Regions from separate parts of the Mus musculus genome. Here regions 1, 2, 4, 5 and 6 are each linked to region 3. Evidence: chromatin contacts called from public HiChIP or PLAC-seq and promoter capture Hi-C data. All regions are on one chromosome and are shown on one strand. Each heading gives the region's core, a stretch centred on a gene start, on an enhancer-like site or on the middle of the called end of the contact. The rest is flanking DNA. Distances are from core to core; before and after follow the strand shown.

Region 1 (3,116 bases), core at 66-2,565, 700 kb after region 3:
CACTTAAAGCTAAAGCAAGGATGGCCAGTCTCCATACGAAGGGGAACTGAAGGGGAAACTGAGGCCAGGCGCTGGTTCTAACTCCCCGCTCCGCCCCCTCCCCAGAGCCAGATCCACAGTCAGGTCGTCTGGTGGCTGTGGCGTGCTGGAACCCGAACCCAGCAGGCCTGGTGAACCGGGATGTCGCCTGTCCCCTCCTCTGCCTTCCCCTCCCTCTCCAGACCTCTCCCACGACCAGAGAGGAAGTGGGAGAGAAAAGGACAAGGGGGTGAAAAAAAAAGAAAGAAAGAAAGAAAGAAAACAGAAAACGCAGGGTTGGATTCGCACTTTCCTACTTCCCACCTCTGTCCTGCGGAGCTGTGCGGCGCCCCTGCGAGGGTCCGGGTCCACGCCCCACACCAGCCGGGCCAGCCAGCCGGCTGCGGGGAAAATTACAAGGCCTGGAAAACAACCGTCCTTCCCCGCCCCTCGCCAACCCCTTCCCCGCGCTACGCCCCTGGCACAGCCGGGTGGAGGCGACTGTTTTATGTAATCGCGGGGCGGCAGGTTTGCTGGCTGGCTGCACCGGTGAGGGCGGGACCCCCGAGCTCAGCTGACATTTCGCGGCCCTGCAAGTCTTCCCCTGGGGGGTCCCTGGTATGGCTTTGGTAATTTAAGGCGCAGATGGGGGCGGGGGTGGACGGAGACCCGACACTCTAAAGCAACCTAGCTGTACTTGCAAACTCTGGGTTCCTCGCAGTTTGAGTAAACTGAGGTTTATGTGGGGGTTAGGGGACCTGGAGCTCAAATGCAGACTCTGATCTTTTTTCTTCCTTTCCTGGGTTCTTTGCACTACTTGGGTAAACTGAGGCCAAGGATGACAGGAGCGCCGATGCAACCTCGCCGACCTTGCAACAGACCTTTTCTTCTCCTTTCGATTCCTTGCATTATTTGGGGAAACTGAGGCTCAGAGAAGGGAGATGCGGTACCATGGCAGCGCCCTGGTGGCCTTGGAGAGAGGTGTGAGGCAAGGGACCGTCACTTCCTCGCCTTCATCTCAGCTCCTTGGGCCAGAGGGCCCCTTACGCCCCGGCACCCAGTCCTCCGGGTGCGCACCGCACTCCCGCCCCCATTGCCAACCCGGTCCCGCCCCGCCCCGGGCTTCGGGGGCACAGCCCGCGCCCCCTGAACCCCGCCCTGCGCGCACAGGCCGGGGCTGTTTATCTGCGGCCCCCACCCCCTGAACCCGAGGGGCCCCTCTTGCCCGCCCCCAGCACCCTGGGGTGCTCCGGGCCGTAGATAAGCCAGCAGGCTGGCACGGCGCCGCGCACGGGGCGGAGAGGTCACGGGCTTGCCAGGGGAGGGGCCGATGGGTCGGGGCTGCGCCCCCCGCCCGCCCGGCACCCCCAAATCCCTAATCGCAGCCCGATCTGCTCTCGCGGCGCAGCCCCGCGGGACGTGGCAAGAGCCGACCTGCAGAGCCTGTTCTGGCCGCGGTGGCCGGGGGGGCGGGCTGGGCGTGGGGGTGCCGGCGCTGCGGCACCTTTAAGACGAGGGAGGACCCCTCTTGCCCTCGGACAAACCAGGAAGGGAGTCGCGAGCATCATACGGGGCTTTGCGTACTGTACGGCTACTGTAGGGGCAGTGACGCCGCCGCCCGCCCGAGCGAGGTCCGCGCCGCGGGCTGCCCCGATCGCGCGTCCTCCGGGCTCGGGTCCCCGCGAGGTAAGCTGCCCGGGCTGAAGGGGACTCCTCTCCCGGAGAGGTGGGTTTTGTTTTTCTTTTTTTTTTCCTTTCTTTCCTTTTTAATTTCCTTGCAGGGTGGGGACGCGGCCGGGGGCGCAGTGCGCACCCCGAGAGCCCGTACGGAGCGGAACGGACTGGATGGGGGATCTGGGGCGCCTCCGTAGCTCAGGGGTTCTGGAGACCAAGATTGCCCGGCCAGAGCCGAAGAGGAGTCGGGAGGCGGGGGGGCTCCGCCCGGGTCCCTCCGGGGCGAAGGGCACAAGCCCGCTCCCGATCCCTCCTCCCTACTCGGGCGGCACGGCCTCAGGGTTCCCGGCGCGCGGCCCGCGGGGGAGGGGAGCCGGGCCTCACCGAAGGCGAAGGTGGGGGCTGAGGGGTGCGTCGCGTGCTAAGTTTGCAATAGGGCCCGGGGCGCGCCGCTCCCCTTTCCGAGTGGTAGTGGGCAAGCGGGGGGCGGGGAAGGCCTATCCGGGATTGCGCGCAGACGTTGGAGTTGGCCAGGATGGAGCGCCTTGGCGGAGGGGGGGAGGGGGCTGACAAAACAGGGAGGGGGGCTTTGCAAAAAAAAAAAAAAAAAAAAAAAAAAAAAAAAAAAAAGGCCCGAGAGAGGCGGAGGGAAGGGGTGAGGGGTGGAGTGTCTGGGAGGCGGGCGCGTCGTCGCGGTTCTCCTGGGCTCTGTAGTTCTTTCGCTTATCTTCAGTGCTTGTTGTTTTGGAAGGTGGCCTTGGAGAATAAACTACAAATCCCAGAGTGCCTCGCGATAGCGGCGGGTCAGGGAGGGGCGTTGCGGAGGAGGGGCGGTGAGTGGCAGACCTGAGGGCCAATGGATACTAGAAATCGTCCGGCGCGGCGCTGCATGGGGGTGGAGCCTGCGTTTGGGCGGGGCCTGCGTGCAGGGGCGGGGTTTATGCAGAAGAGGCGGAGCTTCCGCGGCTCCCTCGCCCGGGGCCGGTGGCGGTCCCGGCTTCCGGCTGCCGCCCCTCCCCTCCTGTTGTGTAACCGTTCTTAGCCCCCCCCCTCCCGTTCGATATTTTAATTTTTCCCCCTTCCCTTTAGTTCCGGACGCTCAGGGAGGAGGAGAAAGGTTCCTCCGCAAGACTGGAGGTTCCCTCCCCAGGGGAGGGTGTGGTGTCGGGGGGCCTCGGGGCTTCAGGCGAGGCCGGGGATGCGCGGCCTGGCGCGGGCCGGGCCGGGCGCGGGGGAGGTGACGGGCGGACCCAGATCCGGGGTAATTTGCATCGCCCTCCCCCCAGCCCGGGTGGGGATTGGCCGGGCGGCGGCGGAGGGTGGCGCGGGGCCGGGCTCAGCGTCGCCCGCCGGGCCTCGGAGCCGCCAGCCCGCCGCAGCCATCGTCACGGTCGCCGGCGCCCGCGCGCCGCCCGCGAAGGAGG
Region 2 (2,700 bases), core at 82-2,581, 640 kb after region 3:
AGAGATTTATTGGTGGGTTCAGGGTGTGGAGAGATGAATCTTCCCTCTTCTCCTGGGAGTAAAACATTAGGGAATTAGACAAAGGGCGGGGCTTACATAGAATTTCTTAGGAGGCAGGGCTTTTCAGGGCAGAGATTTCCAGATTAACGATTGGTGGAATTTCAAGTCCTGAGCTTGAGGAGCTCAGGGATTGGTGGGTTTTCCTGTTCGGGGATTGGTGACTTTTTTCCCCCTCACCCTCTTTACCCTGCATCAGGCCCATGGGTTAGTGTGAAAGTCCTTCCAGGCCACAGCCAACTTTTGCTGAGGCGCCATCTCTGTGAGGCTGCTCAAGGAGGCTGGAGATGAGGTCCTATCACTGTGGGACAGTTCCTGTAGGACAGCTCCTGCAGGGGTGTTCTTGAGGGGCAACCTCTGTTGTGTTGGGAAAGGTGATACACTACTGTAGACAGTTCTTGTGACAGCTCCAGGCTGAGGAGATGTCATGGTGCCAACATTTTAACAGGAGCCGCCAACAGCTCCTAGGAGGCATCTTAACGTGCCACAGGCTGGTGCAGGAAGGAGGGGCCAGCCCTGGCTTTTGCAGTACACCGATTATCAACTACACTTGACCACAGAGCCATCTCTCATGTTTTTTCAGACAAGGTATATAGTCCAGGCTACTCCTGCAGGTTGCAGGTTGGGTCAGTTTTGTTTTACTTGGACTGAAATTGCAGGTATAAGTCAGCACACTCAGCTTACAAAAACAAAACAAACAAGCAAAAACCCGTGGCGGTTCTCACTTGCATTCCCAGAACCCAGGAAGCTGGGGCAGGAGGATTGCTACGAATTTGAGGCCTGTCAGCAAATTCAGACCAGCCTGGGCTACATGAAACTTTGTGTCAAAAAAAGGAAGGAAAGAAGGAAGAGAAGGTTGGAGGGAGGGAGAGAGAGAGAGAGAGAGAGAGAGGGAGGGAAGCCAGGCATGCTGGAGCACTCTGGTCATCTCAGAACTCAGAAGGTGGAGTCATGAGGAACTGGCTGAAGAACAAAAAGAAATGAATTGAACGAACAGACCAAGCACAAACGCACACAGCCTGTATAGAGTGAAATCCTCACAGAAAAGGCAAGGCAGAGAGGGTGTTAGGTTTCCATGGAAACAGCATCCTGGCGTTCCGAGGGTGCGTAAGGCTCCGCCTCACTCACCTATGACAGCCAATTGCGGGCTCCACTGTGTTCAGCGCATGCGCAAAATCGCACCACTGACAGGGCAAGCTCGGGATAATGTGGGCGGAACCGCGATGCACCGGCGCCAGACTGGTTGTTCCTGCGCATGCACACTCGCGTTGACCAGCTGCCTTCGCGCGCACGCGCCTTCCTAGCGTGCTCGGAGCTCGCGGGCGGCGGGCGCCTCAGTCTGAGAGCCACAGCAGAGGAACTGGCTCAGGTGAGGCGAGCTCCGAGGAGATCCGGACCGCACAGGCGTGAGGACCAGAGGAGGGCCGTCGCCGCCTCGCGCGCAGCCGACCGCCATGAAGCCCCCCGCAGGTACCGGTCGCCCCTCGCCCAGGCCCTCCCTTTCTCTCCTCCTTCGGGCAGATGGAACCTTTGGGATTCCCGACCCTGACCCCTTCGTCTGCAAAATGAATGAACTAACTTTCCCATGACTTCAACCTCTTGATAAACTGAATTTTAAAAGAATACTTTTCTCATGCTCCCTGCTATTCTAACTAGGGTAAGATGGACTGCCAACGGGGCGATGAGCAAAACCCACACATGGTGTAAAAGGCTCTAGTTCCTGGAAGGCTGCTGGAGACGGTGGCCTGGGAACCTCGGTGCCAGGACAGTGTGCTATCTAGCATCTAGAGAGGACCTAGTAATACTTCCAACTAGGTTCTTTTGTATTTTTAGGATTTGTTATTTTTAACTATTGTTTGTACGTCTGTGTGTGAGTACCTGCACATGTGTGTAGTATTCATGATGGCTAGAAAAATGTGGCCCATCCTCTGCTCCTGGAGTCAGTTACAGGTGGTTGAGAGCTAGCTGCCTTTCAGGGGTGCTGGGAACCAAACGCAGCAAGCACGCTTGATCACAGAGCTCCCTCTCCAGCCTCTTGAGTCAGCAACACAGGGGCTTAGGCTATGGTCACCCCACTTTGGCAGGGCTGGTTGGGAGACCCATCTTTCTCTTGCCAGGTCTGCTGTGTATGTGTGTGGGGCATCCCATATGGTGGAGCTACCAGGCAGGGATTCCCGTCAGTTGTAGACATGACTGTGACCCAAAAAGATGAAGACTTGTTTGGATTTTTTTTTAAACATTATTTAGTGTGCTTGTGGAGGTCAGAGGACAGCTTGCGGGAATCAGTTCTCTCCTTCCACCTAGTCAGTTGTGGGGATTGAACCTAGATCGTCTGCGTTGGCAGCAATCACCTCCAGCTGCTTAGTCATCTTGGGTCCCCTGGACTTGCTTAATCCAGAGAAGGAAACAGAGCCAGTGCCAGCCTCTCTTCCCAAGTGTGGGAGACCGAGACTAGGAGGATCCCACCTCCAGAAATTGCAAGGGTAGCCTGGACAATCTGGCAAGATCCTATCTTAACCCATGAACAGAGGACTAGGGAAACAGCCCAAAGGGCCCTGTGTGTGACCTTCCTGTATCTGAGAGCGGCCTTGGGGGGGGGGGGTGGCGTCTGGAGCTCACACCCATACATTTTCTCATGCCTGC
Region 3 (2,774 bases), core at 11-2,510:
TGTGCCGCGCCCCACATTAACACAGAGCAGATGTTCCCATCTCGGGGTCCCTGTGTCTCCCCTCCTTCTCTGTACCCAGAGATCCCTTTCTTGTAGCAGACAAAAGGACTTGCTCTCTTTCCTCCAAACTCCAGTTTAAATCGGGGGGGGGGCATCCTTAAGTGGCAGGGGGGGTCTTCCAAGATCTCCAGGAGTTGGGGAACCCCAAGTTAACGAGGTGAAGATATTGGGTTCACTCTTCCTTCCAAATTCCAGTTTGGATGGAGATTTGGAGACTTCCCTGGGTGGGGGTGGGTTGGAAAGGGACACCTCCCACAAAATCCCCAAGAATTAGGAACTCTAAATTGTGGAGTGCGATATAATCCTCAGCCTTCCAAACTCCACTAGGATCAAGGGGACACCTCAAGTGAAGAGGTGAAGGTGGGTGATAAGGGGACACCTCCCCTAAGATAACCACGAGTTGTGGAACCACTAGCTAATGGAATGAGGAGGTGGCCCTCTCTCTTCCCTCCAAACTCCAGCTCCGATCAGGAGGACCCCCTCTCTAAGGGCAGATGGAAAGGGAACACCTCCCCTAAGATCCCCACGAGTTGGAGAATTCCTATCTGATGAAGTTGGGTGACCGTCCACAGAGAACCGTCACAAAAGAGGCCTGGGCAAAGTTTGCTCTCAAGTGCGCGCGTCCCCTCCACGTCGCCCCCCTCTCCAGGCGCGCAAAGTTGAAGACAGAGAACAATGCGCCGCCGGGCCCGGGGCCCTGTGCAAGGGGGACGCGTGCACACTCCCCCGGGGGCTCACCCCAGCCCTAGCCTCCCCGCGGACCCGAGAGAGACCCAGAGGCAACTTTTTTTTTCTCATGCACTAAGCAGAGGGGGGGGGTCCCCACCGTGCGCGCGTCCCCGTGAGCCCCACGCGCGCGTCCGGGGCCCCTCCGCGTGCGCTCACCTGCTGGGCGGGGGCATGCACCGGGTGCACCGGGGCTCCCTGCTGCCCACCGCCCTCGGGGACCCCGGGGACAAAAGGGTGGCGGGCGCGTCCCCGAGGGTCGCGCGTGGGCGGCGGGAGCGCGCAGGGCTCGGGGTCGCGCGTCCTTCCTCCTCCCCACTCGCGTTCGCGTCGCCTGGTCTCTCTCGAGCTTCTCTCAGAGCAGGCCCCGCGGGAAGGGACTGTAGCAGAGGCGGCGGCGCGCGGCGGTGGCCCGCGGTGGCCCGCTACGCCCGCAGCCGCCGGCGCTGCCTCATCTTCCTGCGGCGGGAGACATGTTCCGCCCCCCCACCCCGCCCCGCGCCGCCCGCGGAAGCCACGCCCCCAAGTGACCACGCCCACTGTCGCCAAAAGCCACCTCCCCTAAGTCGCTGCAGCCGCGCCCCGACCGGATACACAGATCCCTCCACTACCTCTTGAGGCGATAGTAACATACACCACCTCACAACAGTCACTGCCAGAACACCCACAAAGATTACCATGACACCAAGAATCAACCCGTATCTAATACTAAAGTACTTCCGGCAGAGATAGTCTCTATCAAACCGAGGGAAAGACTTAGGAACTATCTTCCTACGCGGCGGTATACACGCACTGAGCGAAGCGTCCTTGACGCAAGCGGGAAGGACCATTAGATTGAAAGATAAGGACCGCTACAAATAACCAATGGGAAGGTGGAGAGGTTAGATTGGCAGAACTCAAACCATTTATTGCGAAGTATCATCTGCGTTCCCGCCCTACAGCAGAGGCGGGATTCTCAGAGCAAGAGGCCGCGAGAAACTCAACGGGAAGGCGGTGGAAGGGCGGGGTTTGAGATTTTATTTTCGGGTTCTTATGCCCGCCGGCGCCGCCACGTCAAGTGGGTTCTATTTGAGTTTCTAGGATGGGCTCTGGGTGTTATGTGTTCGAGCGGGTATATCAAAGTCGGGATGGGATATCAGATCCTTAATGAGAGGCTAGGAAACGATGGATCATTCTCTCTCTTGCTGAAGGACCTCCACATTGGTCAACTTTTCCGTCTTTTGAAAATAGGTGTTTCGTGGTGCATATAATAAAAAATGCCAGGAGGTGGCGGCACTTTAATCCCAGCACTGGGGAGACAGAGGCAAGCAGATCTCTGTGAGTTCAAGGCCATCCTGGTCTACAGAGTGAGTTCCAGGATAGCCAAGGCTATCCAAGAATCACTGTCTCGAAAGAAAGAAAGAAAGAAAGAAAGAAAGAAAGAAAGAAAGAAAGAAAGAAAGAACAACGAAACAACGAGGGCGGGAGGGGTACTGAGAGGAGAGAGGGTAAACTGAGATTGGGATATAATATATGATAAAATAAATTTAAAAAAGAAAAACACATAATGAGGCCAGGTGTGGTGGCCCATGCCTTTAATCCCAGCTCTTGGGAGGCAGGAGGAGCTCTTTGTTTGAGTTTGAGGCTAGCCGGTTATATAAAGCAAGTTGCAAGCCAGCCAGCTAAGGCTGTCCAGTGAGACCCTGCCTCTCCCTGAGGGTTGTAGAGACAATATGTCCCTCGCGCCTAGCTTCTGCTCAGTCTTCACAGCTCACTGGGGCTCACAGCCCAATGAACACAGCAGAAAGGTGCATGGCACAGTGGGTGTCCAGGTCAGGCAGCAAAGAGGATCCCTAGTGTAGCTGCCTGCTCCCTCTCCCTCACCTTCAGTCAGAGATCAAGGACATGCCCCCAGCATCACACAGGAAGGGCCTGGTGTGAATCGCACCTCTAGGTTCTGACTTTTTGGAGTTGGCAGGGGTAGAGAATTGAGAAAAGGTCTCATGTAG
Region 4 (2,873 bases), core at 83-2,582, 750 kb after region 3:
ATATAGCTGCGGGGTGCAGAACAGAAGCAGATTTCTGTCATCACGGCCAGCTTGCTTAAGGGTGCCAGGAAAGACAGAGCTACAAACTACACAGAGAAACCAAAACAAAGGACCCAGGAATCCCTCCTGGGAGGGGTGGCAAGACAGCTAAGCATGTCCCCCCCCCACCCCACCCCCCCAGGGAAGTCACCTGAGTCTCCTGTCTTCTGTCTAGGCTTCACCGCTGATCTGCGATCCAACACCGGCGGCCAGGCCTTCCCCCAGTGCGTGTTTGACCACTGGCAGATCCTGCCTGGGGATCCTTTTGACAACAGCAGCCGCCCCAGCCAAGTGGTAGCTGAGACGCGCAAGCGCAAGGGCCTGAAAGAGGGCATCCCAGCGCTGGACAACTTCCTGGACAAACTGTAGGCAGCCTGATACTGCCACATGCTGCACAGTGCCCACCCATCAGAAGACACCTTGAGACTGTCCCACAGTGCTCCTCTAGAGGCTGCTGGGGCCACCCTGACATCACTCAGCACTCACTTGCTACCAATTCTATTTATTTCGGAATTACAAGATAGCGGGAATCTCTCTGCAGGCTGGACTGGCAGGCTGTGGGGTGGGCGGGACACGGCTCTTAACATTTTCAGAGGGAAACGCGCAGATGTCCAAAAGTCTAAATAAATGCATTCAGAGGTTTTTGGGGTCCATGGCCAAGTGGAGTTCCCCCAGAGGGGGAGGTGGGGTAAGTGCCTCCAGGAAGGCAGGCAGCCTGCCTTAGACTTGCAGCCCGGCTGTGGGAATGAATCATTGGAGTAATAAACTACAGTGGTTGATCCACATGTGCTCGCAACTCTGTTTTGTACAGCGCACGCTTTCCTGGTTTTCAGGGTATCTGGCTACCCTTAGGTGGCCTGCGGTGATTCACACATAACACACACACTGCACCCCGTGCGACAGAATGGGTTTTATTGTGAGTTCACAGTACTGCCTCAGTCCATTCCACAAACTTGAATCACTCCATAGACCTGCACATCAGGGGTTTGGTCTGCGCATACCCGGCTCCAGGTTATTGGCTTTCAGCCTCTCGCGTTAGCCAATCATCAGCCAGGAGCCCAATAATGATGTGCTCCACAAGGGCGGTGTCGAGCCTTCCTGTGAATCTGTCAGGCTGGCCAATGAGCACTGGACTCTCGCCTAGCCTTGGGTGATGACGTCACTAGTCAACGTCCGCTTCCGCTGAGAGGTCAGATGCTAACCAATGAGCGTGTGCATTCAATTTCCGGTTAAAGTCGTAGTCCAATGAGCGCTGGTTTTCGGGTTTTGCGGAGGTGTGCCCCTGCGCTGTCAGCGCATGCGTAGATGCCGTCTCAGGATTTGTACCGGAGGTTCTCGCGGGGGCCTCGCTGGCACCGGGCGGGGACTCGATGGCTGAGGACGGTACGAATGGGCCGGGTCCGGGACGTTGTGTTGGGACCCAAGGGACACGCGACGAGGGCGGGAGCGAGGGGAGGGAACCCGCGAGGGGCATGGCTTTCTCCAATCTCGAGGGGTGGACCTCTAGGAATAGCAACACTGCTGCGCATGTGTCAGGTTTCCGGCGACACCCCTGAGTTCCGGGGTGCTGGTGGGCATGATTGACAGGTGAGGAAGCTAGGTAGGAATTTCAAGAGCCGGACGCTATGGAAGTGTTTCGAGTAGAGAACCCCACGCTGACTTGGAACTCTGTTTAATCCTCCAGCCTCAGCCTCTTGAGTGCTAGGGTAAAGGGCACCTGACACTGTATTGTGTTTTATAGTTTTGTACATATATATATATATATATATATATATATATATATATATACTGCTTGAGAGATGTTGTTCCGCTTCTTTTAGTTATATCTATGCTTGTTTCTGAGAGGGGTGTCACAGTGCCCGCAGGTACCTGAGGTTCCTGAAGAGAGCGTTAGAGGTCATCAGGCCTGGGAGTTAGAGATACTAGTGAGCACTGGAAACTGAACTTGGAGACTGTGCAAGTACAGCACCCACTCTTACCGTCTCAGCCATCTCTCCAGTCACTTGAGCTGGTCTCATGGAACTCAGGCTGGCTTGTAACTCACCAAGTATTTGAGTATGCTCTTGAACTCGTAGCCGTGCAGCCCTCCGCTCCCCAGTGTGGGGTGTCAGGTTTGCTCTACCATGACCAAATTGTGGGTAGAGGCTGTAGATGACCAAAGAAAATCTGGGGCAGGGGCATTGTGTGTCACATATGCTGGGGAAGCCTCTTGGGAGAAGTCGGATCCGTGATAAACATTTCCTGTTTCCTCTGTCCCTCCAGCTCCTGTGTCCCCAGAATCCTTCAGAAGGCCAGCCGCCATGTCCACATTCAGGCAAGAGGATGTTGAGGACCATTATGAGATGGGAGAGGAGCTTGGCAGGTGAGTGGCGTGGGAGGTGGGTGCCCTTCCTCTCCTCAGTGTCTTGAAGCAGTGGCCACAGAGTTTTCTGGTGGTACCACGCCAGACTTCAGGTTCCCAGATGACAGGGAACCTGAGTTCCTTTTCTCTCGTGTCCTCTGTGGAGAGAGACACAGAGACCTGTAGCTGCTGCCCCTGAGCCGGGGACAGTGCCTCGGAGCATTGTCTGCTATGGGATTGTTCTCAGCTCGGTTTCTTCTTTTCCCCCATGAGACAGAGTCTTACTATGTACTCCTGGCTGGTCTGGAACTTGCTCATCACAGAGATCCTCCTGCCTCTGCTTCCCAAGTGCTGGAGCTAAAGGATTGCACCACCACCCTGGCCTTGGCTGATTTTGATTTTGGTTTTTTAAAGGCAGGCTCTCATGTCCCCCAGATTGGCCTTGAACTTCTTTTATGTAATTACTATATTTTGTGTGCATATGTGTCTTAGT
Region 5 (2,946 bases), core at 429-2,928, 520 kb before region 3:
GTGTGACCAGCACCTGGGGGGGGGGGCAACACAAAGCAGACGTGGGGCTGGGGAACTCCTCCAGCTGGTTGAGTAATAGGCCCACCAAGACACACCTTAGCTACAAACACACCCTTCTTTGGCAAACACTCCCGGAAAGGCAGAGAACCCACTTCCCCATCAGGAAGCAGGACAGAGGTGACTCAGGCCCTGGACACCCAGCAGGTAGGTGGACACCTGGGTGAGGCCCTGTGGGAAGTAAGTCACCAAAACGTAAACTTAGTTACACTAGAGACACAACAAGGACACTCTAGGCATGGTCCCAGGAGGCTGAGGCAGGAGGATCAGCTCATGGTCACCCTCAGATATACAGAGACAGAGGCCAGCCTAGGCTACCTGAGACTCTGAGTCAAATAAATAAAACAAAACACAGGTTAGGGAGAAAGGCTCAGTAGTTACAGCAATGGCCGCTCTTGCAGAAGGACTGGGGTTTCGTTCCCAGCACGAACATGGTGGATCAGGACCATCTGTAACTCCAGGATCCATCTGATCTCAGCAGGTACCAGGCACACACGTGGTGCACATACATACATACAAACATACATACACACACCTACATATGTACAGACAAAATGCCCATAAACATAAAATAAAATATTAAAAAAAAATAATAAAGTACAACCAACAAAGGTAGAACCAAATAGAACCCTAGAATACTGGACACCATGGAAGGAAGGGCTTTGCCACCCCACCCCGAGTCTGACAAAGAGTCAACTGTCCACATCCAGATGGGGGAAACCAAGGCACAAAGAAACTCAGCATGCTGGCCAGGGGCCAAGGCAGCGCTTGGCCCGCAAAGGTAACTGTCAGGGCCACAGGTCACAAGACCTGAATTCCTGAGTAGCCACAAACAACCAGCAGCACATCACAGCTTTGGGCTACACCACATCCCACCACTCTGGGAACTGACCCCCCAGAGACACAGAGTCACCATTGCCAGCGGGGATCACAGAGAGTGGGAGTACCCCTGGCTGCTGCTCTCCCGTCCAGCGGGGTAGAAGGGGAATGAACAGGGTAACTGCCTGCGGCCAGGTCAGAGAGCCCTCTCAACAGAAGTCCAGAGCAGGAGGCTCCTGCATCTGCGGGTGAGCAGCCAGAGAAAGGGGTGTAGGCGGAGGAGCGACAGAGCATCCATGGGGAAGGTTGGGGAGGAGAACATGGAGGAGGGAGCAGAGGAGAGAAAAAGGAGGAGAGGAAAGTGGGGGAGAAAGAGACCCCAGCTGGGAGGAAGAGGAGGTGGAGGAGACCCCAACCTGGGGAGGAGGAGGAGACCCCAGCCTAGGGAGGAGGAGATCCTAGCTGCCCTAGCTGGAGGAGGAGGAGGAGGAGGAGGAGGAGGAGGAAGAGGAGGAAGAGGAGGAAGAAAAGACCCTAGCCCTGACGAGGAGGAGGAGGAGACCCCAACAGACTGGGGAGGAGGAATAGGAGGAGGAGGAGAGACCCCAACAGCCTGGGGAGGAGGAATAGGAGACCCCAGCCCGGGGAGGAGGAAGGGGCCCCGGAAAGAGGTCCAGCCCCGCGGCCCTGCTCACAGCCTGGTCTCCCCGCTCGGGGTAGCCTCCGGGCCGCCTTCTGAGTTGTCCAGAGCCACCATGGCCTGCAGCCGCTGTTGCAGCCCGGCCGGAGGCCGCGAAGGAAGTGACGCGCGGGGCGGAGTCTGCAGCGGCCCGGGGCGGGGACAGTCTAGGAACAGCCGCGGTTGCTGGGCTAGAAGCTCTGCCTCGGTTTCCCTCTCCGTAGACATGGGGCGGTGTCACCCACCAGGACGTGCTGGCTGAGGACAAAGTCTGAGCCACCCGGGAGGAGACGGTGGGGCACACCAGCCCCGGGGCGACTGCGGAGATGCGAAAGGCTCCTTGGGGCGCAGATGCGGGAGGGGTATGCGAGCCCCGCGAACAGTCCCAGGGTGACAGAACAGTGCAGGGGACTGAGGCCGAAAAGGAGGACCCGCCCGCAGACCCAACACCTCCAGACCACTGTCTGTGAGAGCTAGTCTGGTGAAAACAAGCGAAGGGGAAACTGGCCGTGGTGCACAGCTGAGCTAGAGGCTGAGGCAGCAAGATCAGTGGAGTTCCAGCCCAGCCTCAGCCACAAAACCTAATTGGGGTGGAGTGGCAGGTGTGGTGCACTCCTGGCCTAGCATAGGTTAGACGGAAGCAGTAGGATCAGGCTTTCAAGTCATCATTAACCAACAGCAAGTTCAAGGCCAGCCTGGGCTCCAGGAAAGCCACGTGCTTTTAGAAAAACTATTACACTTGGTTGATTAATCAACTAATTAATTAAAACAAAAGACCCAAAAGAAAGCATCCACTCTGAGGGTTTGTATAGACAGGTGAAGCGATGGCCGAGCTCATGAGTCTGGTGCAGAGGGGACTCAGGGGAAGGGGACCTGGGGACTTGGACTCCTGACATCACACCAGAGTTGTTCTGTGGCTGAAAGAGAGGGAAGGGGTTCATTGCAGAGCCCTCAGTCTGCATCTTGCTCCCCACAGCCCCAGGACACAGTCGCTGACACCCTCAGAGTCCCCAGGCTGTAAACTTCCTGGTCCCTCAGCCAGGACTGCTTCTTAGTTACTCAGCCCTCTCCCCAGCTTCCAGCCCGCCCTCTAGGATGAGCCTGTGGATGACATAAATACACTCCCTCTGAGTCTCACCTAGAAAATGGCAGCCTCTTTTTCTCTGCTGCATAGTATTCTGGTGGCTTGACAAGGCTAACCTCTTTGGGAGCAAGGGAGCCTCTGAGATACATTTAGCAGGGATGCGAGGGTGTGGCTGAGGTCAGTTCCTTGTAGTTCCTGCTGATAGTTTCCAAAGAGCCTACTCTCCGGACAGGAACTCACTGCTGGATAGAACCTTGTAACTATCAGTCAGAGTCAGCCAAATGTATCTGAAGGTGCTGTCCTGTCC
Region 6 (3,052 bases), core at 114-2,613, 830 kb after region 3:
GAGCACAGCAGGCCTCAGGGGGCTATCCTGGAGCCCCATGTTCCTGAAGGCTGGGTGTCAGGATTCCTATGCAGTGTGGTACACTCACCATGTGGGGTACTCGGAGTCTGCCTTCAGGGCCACATCCTGGCCTTCCTTGTAGATGTTGACCCCCATGGCATGTGTGGTGAGCTGAGTGGGGTCTGTGCACACCTCGGGGTCCTTCAGGGCCTCAGCGGCCACGCCGCCCTTGCCGCCCTTGCCAACTGCACAGTGAGAGAACGGGACACTTCAGCCTGCCCAGCTCTGCCCTCCTTCAACCCTCCTTTGTGTGGCCTCCAACAACCAACAGCCCCAGCTCTCTCCATGCATAACAGGGTCCCTTGTTATGGCACAGACCTGTCCCACTCCCGTGGGCCCTGAAGGCCCAGCCCATACTACACAACCCCTCTTCCATTCAGTGATGTTGACATGGTGGCACATGCCTGGCATCCCAGCATTCTGGAGCTGAGGCTGGGGAGTCATAAGACCCTGTCTCAAAAAAAAAAACAAAAAACCAATTCTGAGAAGAGAGAGATGGCTCGGTAACTCTAGGCCAACTTGGCAACATTTTTTTTTTTTTTTTTTGAAGACAGGGTATGTCATGATGTAGCTCTCCTGGAACAACACAAAAAAGTAAACACTAAAAATATTTTTGAGATGGGGTCTTCCTGGCAGGCCTGGAACTCACAGAGATCACTCTGCTTCTCTGCTGGGATTAAAGGTATCACGTTCGCCTCAAAGCGTAATTTTTAAATAATTTTAAATAATGATTATCACGGGTGTGTACACTGTCACAGTGCTTGTGGGATTGGTCATCTCCTTCCCTGCTTATGTGGGTCCTGGGGATCAAACTCAAGGCTTTCCAGGCAAGCACCTTGCACAATGAACCAACCTGCCCACCCACATTACTTTTTAAATTAAAATAATGACAATAACTTAGTTGATGTTGGTTATGTTTGGTGATTTACTCAAAGTTGAAGCGTGACACCCAGCCTGGTCCCGCCCTGTCCCACAAGGGCCGCGCCTGCGCACTGAGCGTAGAGGCTAGCGGCGCACCCGCAGGCCTCACTACGCTAGCACGCACCGTTTGGCCTCCGTAACGCTGCGCCTGCGCAGTCAATCCTCAGAACCCCACCTCCCCAGCAGCGCTCCGGCCGTACCCACTTTGGTTCCTTCGGAGCCAACTCACCTGGCTTTTTAGCATATTCCCGGATAGAGAATCCTCCAGGTCTTCTGAGGACCGGGAGCGCCCGGGGATGCCAGCGGGCCCACACCCGGGAAGCCCGGAGGAGATGGGCGGCCGCCATGACGCTGGCCGGCCGCTCGCACGTGCAGACTTCCGTGTTACGTCAGCCCTCCAGATCGGCTTTGGAGGTGTTGGAGGCGCCGCGGCCTTCTGGGAAATGTAGTCTTTAAAAAAAAATTTGCCCGACTAACGACTAATTTTAACTTCTGTAGCTATCGACCGTTCAAAGAATATTTCATTAAATTCTTGCCCCCAGTTCAAATGGTGATGGCACACCTTTAATCCCAGTACTCTGGAGATACAGGTAGGAGGATCTCTGAATTCAAGGTTAACCTTGGCTACTGCTTGAGTTCCAGGACAACCAAGGCTACACAAAGAAACCCTGCCTCAGACGATGATGACGACAACAACAACAAGTATTTAGATCTTTATTTACTTTAAATGTCACAGCAAAATCATGCTTATATCCCTTGTGGAATTTTTGAAAGCTTAAAAGTTAGGACAGTCAGTTGTGATGTGGAGGTGGAGGCAAGAGAATCAGGAGTTTGGGTCGATCTGTCCTACACAGCAAGTTTGAGGTCAGCCTTGGCTATATGAGATCTTGGCTTAAACATATGGGTAGCTGAGAATGATGGGAGTGATGAACCCCAGCTTAATCCCCACACTTGGGAGGCAGAGGTAGGTAGATGCCTGTGAGTTCCTGGCCAGCCTACTCTACATAGTGATACGTATGTGTTCTATTCACTAATAGAAAAAAGTGGGGTTTGGTGATTGGGGCTTCGTAGCAGAAATGGAGGCTGGATGCACACAGGAAGCTGAGGCAGGAGGATCAGGAGTTTGAAGCCAGCCTAGGCTACATGAGACTCTCAAGAATAAATAGACTAGTACTAGAATCTTCTAGACTCATTGCTAACAAACCTAACCAGGTGAACTCTTTTTAGATCACACAGTTAAGTTTAGGAATTATCATTGTCCCTAATCTATATGTAGGACCGTGATGCAAATTCCAGTGTCAACTCAAGTCTAGATTGTACCGTTATAGATCCTTACTGGGATACAAAGTGGAAGTCCGTCCTCAATAACTTCCATTCCCACTTTTCCTTTGCACTCCAAATTTTCAAGTCATGGCTCTCTTTACCATCCCTGGTTTCTGCCCATGTCCTACCTCAGCCGTTACACTCTGAAGTGATGCAGAACCCGATTTTAGAAAAGAAAAGCCAGTTTGAGCCTCGCCTCCGTTCTTGTAGTCTCGGGATTCGAACCTGAGCTCTACTATCTATACTGCAACACTGGCGAGTCCCCGGAAGGAGAGAGAGCGGACTCGAGGACTACATTTCCCAGCAGGCCGTTTGAGAGTGTGTATGCGCAATAGTCCTGGATGGTGCAGTGACCGATGATCCGGTTCCAAAGCTGGGATCCCAGAGAGCTGCTGACTCTTCTGGAAGGACGGGCGGACCGTCCGGACAATCCTGCCCGGGCCGGAGACACAGGTACTGCGGGCCGTGCGGGACTGGACAGGCTCCCGTGGGTGACCCAAGGGCAGTGTCTGAGTTCTGAGACTGAAATCTGAGTTCTGGGGACGGAGCCTGAGTTTCAAGGGTCAGAGCCTGAGTTCTAGGGGCTAGAGGCTGAGTTCTCAGGACCAGTGCCTGAATTCTGGGGCAACAGCCTGAGTTCCACGACCTAAAGCCTGAGTTTTGGGGCTGGAGCCTGAGTTCTAGGGTCCGGAGCCTGGGTTTTTGAGACCAGAGCCTGAGTTCTAGAGACAGAAGCCTGAGTTCCCGG

The links. HiChIP or PLAC-seq counts read pairs in DNA pulled down with a chosen protein or histone mark. Capture Hi-C pulls out chosen DNA fragments and counts their contacts.
Region 1: a promoter capture Hi-C map of liver shows a contact between it and region 3, with 2.9 times the contacts expected there. The contact joins the promoter of Zbtb7a here to the promoter of Tcf3 in region 3. A contact is called at or near these places in 2 of 484 Hi-C or Micro-C datasets (CD8 T cells and embryonic stem cells), 2 of 115 datasets of contacts at active chromatin or transcription factors (astrocytes and stem cell-derived neural progenitor cells) and 1 of 9 other capture datasets (liver).
Region 2: a contact with region 3 is called in a promoter capture Hi-C map of liver, with 2.8 times the contacts expected there. The contact joins the promoter of Thop1 here to the promoter of Tcf3 in region 3. A contact is called at or near these places in 1 of 115 datasets of contacts at active chromatin or transcription factors (large pre-B cells) and 2 of 9 other capture datasets (adipose tissue and liver).
Region 4: a contact with region 3 is called in a promoter capture Hi-C map of liver, with 2.8 times the contacts expected there. The contact joins the promoter of Dapk3 here to the promoter of Tcf3 in region 3. A contact is called at or near these places in 2 of 39 promoter capture datasets (erythroid cells and neural stem cells), 1 of 484 Hi-C or Micro-C datasets (B cells), 2 of 115 datasets of contacts at active chromatin or transcription factors (pancreatic cancer cells and pro-B cells) and 1 of 9 other capture datasets (liver).
Region 5: an HNF4G HiChIP or PLAC-seq map of pancreatic cancer cells shows a contact between it and region 3. The contact joins the promoter of R3hdm4 here to the promoter of Tcf3 in region 3.
Region 6: a promoter capture Hi-C map of liver shows a contact between it and region 3, with 4 times the contacts expected there. The contact joins the promoter of Mrpl54 here to the promoter of Tcf3 in region 3. A contact is called at or near these places in 1 of 484 Hi-C or Micro-C datasets (B cells) and 2 of 9 other capture datasets (adipose tissue and liver).

Annotation. Positions count from the first base shown.
Region 1 is chr10:81,134,956-81,138,071 of GRCm38.p6, forward strand. Zbtb7a (zinc finger and BTB domain containing 7a) reads left to right here and starts at 1,316. Exons shown (of 3, transcript NM_010731.3): 1 at 1,316-1,744.
Region 2 is chr10:81,068,752-81,071,451 of GRCm38.p6, forward strand. Thop1 (thimet oligopeptidase 1) reads left to right here and starts at 1,332. Exons shown (of 13, transcript NM_022653.4): 1 at 1,332-1,527. The coding sequence starts at 1,512.
Region 3 is chr10:80,432,375-80,435,148 of GRCm38.p6, forward strand. Tcf3 (transcription factor 3) reads right to left here and starts at 1,261. Exons shown (of 19, transcript NM_001164149.2): 1 at 946-1,261.
Region 4 is chr10:81,181,675-81,184,547 of GRCm38.p6, forward strand. Dapk3 (death-associated protein kinase 3) reads left to right here and starts at 1,333. Exons shown (of 9, transcript NM_001190474.1): 1 at 1,333-1,422; 2 at 2,302-2,401. The coding sequence starts at 1,410. Eef2 (eukaryotic translation elongation factor 2) reads left to right here. Exons shown (of 14, transcript NM_007907.2): 14 at 215-835. The coding sequence ends at 408.
Region 5 is chr10:79,915,252-79,918,197 of GRCm38.p6, forward strand. It overlaps R3hdm4 (R3H domain containing 4), which reads right to left and starts at 1,679. Exons shown (of 8, transcript NM_177994.5): 1 at 1,572-1,679. The coding sequence starts at 1,633. Kiss1r (KISS1 receptor) reads left to right here and starts at 1,720. Exons shown (of 5, transcript NM_053244.5): 1 at 1,720-2,946.
Region 6 is chr10:81,265,563-81,268,614 of GRCm38.p6, forward strand. Mrpl54 (mitochondrial ribosomal protein L54) reads right to left here and starts at 1,364. Exons shown (of 3, transcript NM_025317.2): 1 at 1,211-1,364; 2 at 89-245. The coding sequence starts at 1,328. It overlaps Apba3 (amyloid beta (A4) precursor protein-binding, family A, member 3), which reads left to right and starts at 2,610. Exons shown (of 11, transcript NM_018758.2): 1 at 2,610-2,757.